2 separate regions of the Mus musculus genome follow, and region 2 is linked to region 1. The links are chromatin contacts, called in public Hi-C maps. All regions are on one chromosome and are shown on one strand. The core of a region is the stretch at or near the end of the contact, and the rest is flanking DNA. Distances in the headings are between cores, read along the strand shown. Region 1 has its middle 59 kb from the start of Gm31333. Region 2 has its middle 86 kb from the start of Gm31569.

What was found. A called contact is a pair of places that touch in the nucleus more often than the background predicts.
Region 2: a contact with region 1 is called in a Hi-C map of cerebral cortex, with 2.5 times the contacts expected there. The contact joins two enhancer-like sites. A contact is called at or near these places in 1 of 484 Hi-C or Micro-C datasets (cerebral cortex), 4 of 115 datasets of contacts at active chromatin or transcription factors (embryonic stem cells, extraembryonic endoderm stem cells and trophoblast stem cells) and 1 of 9 other capture datasets (embryonic stem cells).

What each region holds. Positions count from the first base shown.
Region 1 is chr12:29,081,527-29,084,984 of GRCm38.p6, forward strand. No RefSeq gene overlaps it. Among named protein-coding and RNA genes, the nearest start is that of Gm31333, 59 kb to the right of the region's middle. Within about 2 kb of position 2,030, at least 57 of the 459 cell types and tissues checked have an H3K27ac peak or open chromatin away from gene starts, as enhancers often do. A contact at or near this core is called in cerebral cortex, where this site is marked.
Region 2 is chr12:29,289,581-29,292,792 of GRCm38.p6, forward strand. No RefSeq gene overlaps it. Among named protein-coding and RNA genes, the nearest start is that of Gm31569, 86 kb to the left of the region's middle. Within about 2 kb of position 1,486, at least 314 of the 459 cell types and tissues checked have an H3K27ac peak or open chromatin away from gene starts, as enhancers often do. A contact at or near this core is called in cerebral cortex, where this site is marked.

The DNA of each region.
Region 1 (3,458 bases), core at 780-3,279:
TATTATACAGAGAAATCCTGTCTCAGCACACACACACACACACACACACACACACACACACACACACACACACACCAAAAACAAAAGTCAGTTTATCTTAAGAGCAATGCAATTCACCCTCCTCTCATTGCATATACAGATTCTCTAGTAAGCTGAACATCTTTTAAATTAAAAATTCACTATTTTTATTTTATTTGTATGGGTGCTTTGGCTGCATTCACAACTGTGTACCATGTGCATGCCTGGTACACTTGGAAGTAAAAGTGGGTGTTGGGTTCCCTAAAACTAGAGTTACATATGGTTGTGAGCTTCCAAGAGGGTGCTGGGAATGAAACCTAGGTCCTCTGGTAAAGCAGTTACCGTCTCTTAGCTATGCCATCGCTCTAGCCACATAAGCTGGGGATTTTAAAAATGAAATAAACAAGGCATATTTCATAATCATTAGATGGCTGAAACTTTAAAATCCTGGTAATGGACTTGTTATTAGGAAGGGGATGGTCAATTAGAAGCTTTTGATTCTAGTGAGGGTAGCCGCTGCAGAGACAGGAGCCATTTCTGCTGGTCAAGGTGACTCTGGACCCTTGCTTTCGTGAAATCTTTGAAAAGATCTGAGTGGAATGTGACAGTACCACTGACCCAGAAGTTCTATTTCCTGGCTCATAACAATGACACACCGTCTTACAAAGTGCGTAAAGACATGCAGGCCGTGAAGCTTTGCATACTCGTGGAGCATTTGTGATTTGGTGGGATGACCTGGGTGCCTTTTGGCAGGGAAATGAAGAAGCTGTTGCCTGCACATAAAACGGGTGGCACACAGCAGAGCAGCCAACAGACCAAATCAATAGAAACCAGATGAATAGATCTCAAAAGAATCATGAGTAGGAAAAGAAATGAAGAAAGACAGAGACTATAATTCTACTTACATAAAATTAAAAAAAAAACTGCCTCAGACTGTAAAATATATAGTGATATTCAGAATCAGTAAAAAAGCAGAGGGAGGGGATGCCCCAAATGCAAGGTTTGGATTGCTTATGAGAAGGCATAAAACAAACTAAAGCAAAGCAAACAGAGCTTCAAAGTGCATGGCACAGTGATGGGAGTGTGCCTTGGCAGGGGGCAAGTGGACATGCCCCTCGGTGGTGGGGCATGGCACCATCTCACTTCTTCTTCAGTAGGCTTTCCTGCATTAGAAGAAGGGCTTCATTCCAAGCACACATTATTTCTGAAGTTCCCAAGCTGGGCTTGTGCCTGCTTTATGAAAGCCGGTGACTTGTAGCTGTCAAAGCTCTGGGCTTTCCTACCCTGCTACCTGAAAAGAACTCAGCGCTAACTGGCTCCCCACCACCCTGGCCTATTACCTTCCCCTGGATTTTTTGGTACAGTCTCCCGAGTTTCTCAACTGCTGCTCTTGAAGATTTAAGTCCTAGTCCAACAATATCTGGTCTCCTTGGCTTGCTGCTCGGAACGTTTTTTTTAGTGCCTGTCAAACCCAGGAAAAAAAACGCCTGAGGTCTTCACTGCGGTGTCTGATTCCCTGGGAACTCACTGTCACCTACAGTGGCCTTGGCTGTCTTCATCCTCCTAGCTTCCTCAGTCCCTCCCCTGTCTCTTCATGTGGGCACCCCACAGTGCATCTTCTGGGAGACTCTTCTTCCAGACATATTTGGAAACTTCTGTCTTCCCTCTGGTGCTTCTGTCCCAGGGAGGCTCATTCACCTGCCATGACCTCGTAGCCCAGTCTGTCTACATTTCCTTACTTACTGCCCCCTTTTCTATCTGATACACCTTTGTTAGCTGTCTAACTTTAGGTCTAGCTCCATTCATTTGAACGGTAGCGGTTGTGTAATGACAGAGAGAGTGATCAGTGTTTTAAAATCCATTGCAGCTTAGCACTTGTAACAATAGCAAATGAGAGGGACTTAGTGGATGCTGGGTAAGGTACAGCAGGCAGATGGGAGGACACTGTAGGGACACTAGGGCAGTGTGTCCAGGACAAGCCCTGATGCTTACAGCCATATGACCTCACTGTTTACTTCTAGGAGGCTCCTTTTGTTCATGTGGAGAATGAGAATAAAACAAAGAGCATGTCTGAGTGCCTGCTCCAAGGGAGGTCCCTAAGTGGACGAAGATTGATGATGAATATGAGCAAGGGTAGTGAGGTGGAAGGAACACGCTGAGGTCATCCATGGAAGGAGGTGCTTTCTTAGACCTAGTAGCTTCACATGGAGAGTCCTGCAGAATCCAAGCTGGCATCCTGTAGAAGCTGAGACCCACAAGCTTGCTCCGGGGGAGCTATTTGCTGTGGAGTCTATCTCAGTGTCTCCCCAAACCAGTCCACAGCTTTTCTACAGTGAGCCAAGACCAGCCCCGGATGGGGGTGGGTGTCAGCCAGGCTGAGTAGGAGGCATGGAGGGAGACTGCACCTGTTCCGGGTGATGGCTCTGAGCTGTTGCAAAGGCTCTCTGCTCTGATCACACTTTCTCATCCGCAGTCAGGAAACAGGAAGCGATTTGACACAGCACACTGCATCAGTTATGATCAGCCAGGGAACATTCTCTGATAAGCACTTTCTGCCAGCCTGGGCGGGCATCCTCATCGTGGGCAATCGGCAGCAGAAAGAGGGAGAGTGGCGGCGTGTGCCAGGCTGCAGTCTGGTTCTGTGGCTTCTCTCAGCTCAGAGCCGCAACACCCACTTGTGATGGGGGCCTCCCGGGGTTTTCTCCTAAATCGCAACCCTTTGGATTCTCTGCTGCAATACAGAGGGGGCTTCAGAAGGGAGGACAGAGAGAAGTTGATTGCTTGACGGCACGCAAACGCTCACATATGATTTAGCACGCGGGATTTGATGCGTTCAATTGTGTCTTGTTTTTGCTCTGTCAAGAGAGCCCTGGTGGGGTGGGGTGGTGAGCAAAGATGGAGAGTCTCTGAGATGGGTGTTACAGATGACAACGTGAAGAAGGAATCAGGGCGCCAGGATGTGGAAGAAGGCACACCCCAATTTGTGCTACAGGCCAGAGCAGAGTCCTTTTTACACGTGATGACTCTGTGTGAGCAGTGGGTCTGAGAGAGAAGAAAGCACCAGGCATAGCATCAATTTTAACTACTGGAAATCACTACCATGTTCATGACCTACATTTGTGTTTTAATACATCTCTTATTTTCAACTGATGAGGCTGGCTGTACATATGCATTATTGTGTGACATTTCAATACATGGACCCTGTGTAATGATAAGATTGGGGTCATTGCCACACCTGTCACTTGAGGCACATCATTTCTGTACCCTGAGAATATCTGTAATCTATTAGTCTGAAGTATTCTGCTGAATACTGTCAGCTGTAGCTGCCGTGTGGCTTCTTCCTCTGAATTCCAGCCCCTTGGGTTCTTTTACTGTTGCACAAATAGGGGATTCAGAAGAGAAAACAAAGTGGGAAATTTTGTTGCTCCTATTTGATTTAC
Region 2 (3,212 bases), core at 236-2,735, 210 kb after region 1:
AATTTCTGCTGAGAACTTCGGTTCTTCGCCTACATTCATAGATGAGGAAACTGTTAAGGAGTGCAAGGGGGGGCCTTTGCACCTGCATGCTTGGAAATGCTGAAATCACCTTGACCTAGAACCTAGGAAACAGAATTCTCACCTCCGGTGATCAGGGAGGCTTCAGGCTCCCTAGTTGGTCTATCTTCCTCCAGACACCATCTGTATAGTAAGAGCAAGAGGGCAATGGAAAGAAAGAAGGACTGGGAGATCAGCCTATTCCATGAGGCAATCCTGAGCTACAGGACTACCTCCTGGAATAATGCTTTTCTTTTCAAAAGGGTTTTACAGTTAAAATATCATTGGAAGCTTTCCCCACTACTAGTTTTCCTGTCTTACCAAGGCGCACAGGAAGACATATTCTCTGTAAGCTCGAATTGTGAGGTACATGACTTGTGAGGCCCCATGCAAAACAAAAACGCATGCCCTCTATTTGACAGTTAGTGGCAGAGAAGCTAAGCTGGAAGCTTTTTGAGCTCAAGTTCACCCTGGATCAGAAGCTCATTAGTGTCTAGCAGGGGCCTTCACAATTTATTCCAGCTATGAAACTCAGGATGCACGGTCACTAGGCAGAATTGGCGGCTGCACACCTCTTCCTATTCATGTGGAATTTAGTTTTATAGTTGTGTTTTCCTCAGACTTGTGTTTTTGCATCCAAACTAGAATCAAGCGCAGGCACACAATCCCAGCTTGCCGCAGATTCAGGAGTGGGGACGGGGGAGGGGGCAGTCTCAGAAGAACAGGTCGACATGACCCTAGCTCTGTTTTGTACTACTAGCATGTGGAGCTTCTTCAGGTAAAACCAACAGAAAGAAGCAGGAGGCAGCCGCTTCAGTTGGGGCACCTCAGGTTGCTAGGGAGAGCAGATGCTGCACCTGGATCTTATACAGAACTCACAGGCACTGATCAGAAACCAGAAGCAGGAACCAGCCAGGCAAAGATTATGGCTGAGTGGACCAGAACTGTCGTGTCAGACAAGCCTAGGAGTGGATGCAGTCTTGTACAACCCACTAATCTAGAAAATCTACTACAAACAATAAGGGATTCTTTCCCAGAAAGGAACTACTCAAGCCGCAGTTACCCTCGAGTCCTGCACTCACACCCTGCATACAGATGCACAGAACGACAGGTGTACAGGCATCCGTCCAAAATCAAAGGCGACCGTTTTGAAATAACAGCTGTCCAGCTGCCCTTGAGCTCCAACACAGACTTCTCGTCATGCATGGTTACTATATGAGAATTCTTGGTTGTGCTGTGCTGACCAAGCCGTGTTTAAAATGCACGCTCTGCTTCTTTATTTAAACAATCGGGACCTCTGCATGCCACAACAGTCAGCCTCAGGCACAGAATGAGAGGAGCTAAAGGCCGCCTCCTACCATACACAGCCCTCTTGCAACTCTGCCCTAGTAGGAAACTGCCTAGGCCGCAGGGCATGCCGGGGCAATGTGCTGCATGCCGGGCACTGCAGTCTTCTGCTTTCCACGGCTCCCTGGCGGGGCTCCTTGCAATGCATACTGGGAATTGTAGTTTAAGGGGCTCCTTTTCAGAGCGGCAACGCCCTGGAGCCGTGCATGCTGGGAAGTGTACTCCATAATTCCTCTAGTAGAAGCCGCCTTGGTCCCTGTGCAGGACACGCAGGTCTGAGACCATTTCTTTCTTCAAAAAACTGGCCTGCTGCCTTGCCTGCTGGGAAATGTAGTTCCTCAGTGCCGGAGACTAGAAGCCCGGATGTAGTCTTGCTGGGCATTTCCTTGTAGTCTTCCCTGGCATCCTCTCCCAACCCCCCGAAACCCCGAATTTTGGCTGAAAACCTGGGAACCTGATCAATCCTGTCACAAAAAGCCAAAATCAAACCGAAACAAAACCACCTGCCTTTCCACAAAGTTAGCTAGCACTAGGCTAAAATTCCAAGGTCATCCTGAGGAAATATTAATCAAAATAAGAAATTTACAAACAATAAGAATATAAAACTATGAAGTTAATTAAGATACAGCTGGCTGGGCAGTGGTGGCACATGCCTTTAATCCCAGCACTTGGGAGGCAGAGGCAGGAAGATTTATGAGTTCGAGGCCAGCCTGGTCTACAGAGTGAGTTCCAGAACAGCCAGGGGTATACAGAGAAACCCTGTCTCTCAAAACAGACAAACAAACAAACAAACAAACAAACATAGATGAACGAAGACCCTGTCTCTCTAAATAAATAAATAAATAAATAAATAAATAAATAAATAAATAAATAAAATAGCGGAACGAAGACGACATAGTCAAAACTTCAAGGAGCTCCGGTCATCTGAGAATTAATTCTAAACTTGAAATATACAATCTGAAAACTCATCCTTTGAAATTTAATTTTGTACGTGTGTGTGTGTTTGTGTGTAACTATGTACTCTTCTTACTGAACTATTTCCCCAGTCCTGTTTCTGTTTTTTAATTAAAATTTAATTTTTTTTTCAGTGCTGAGGATCAAATCAAGTTCTTGCACATATGCAAAGCAAGCACTTTCCCACTGAGCTACTCCAAGTCTTGGAATTGTAATTTTAAATAATACATTTTGTGTATGTATTTATGGTATGCACATGGTGTCTTGATATATAAACATACATTAGGAAATGTGTTGGTTAAGAAACTAGCATGTCCTCTATCACACATTTTAAAAAGTGATTAGGAATTAACTTAAATATCTATCAATAGATAAATGGATAGGAAGTGTGATGTATATACACACTGAATTATTATTTAGCCTTAGTAAAAGAGGGGATTCTATAACCAGCAATGACATAGATGAATCTTTGGGGCGCTTTGTCTTAAGTAGAATGAGCCAGACACAGAAAGACAAGTATTGCATGAGCTTGCTAATGTGTGGGTTCCAAAGAAGTACAACCCATGGTATTAAACAGTAATTGTGGTTTCGACAGCCAGGAACAGAGGTGGGAAGTTGGAGAGAGGGAGACCAGGGGATAATTCAAGGAAAGGTGAAATAATATCAGCTGTACTATATAGCATTGTAATTAAGGCTAATAGCAATGATATAACAAACATGGGCTCACAGTTATCATTTTCATGCATTGATTTATGGATCAGAATCCAGCATACACATACACCTCAGGATATATATCCACTAGTGTGACCGTAACCTTTTGGAGAACCGCCGCACTCATTTTTGGCTGTTGTGAT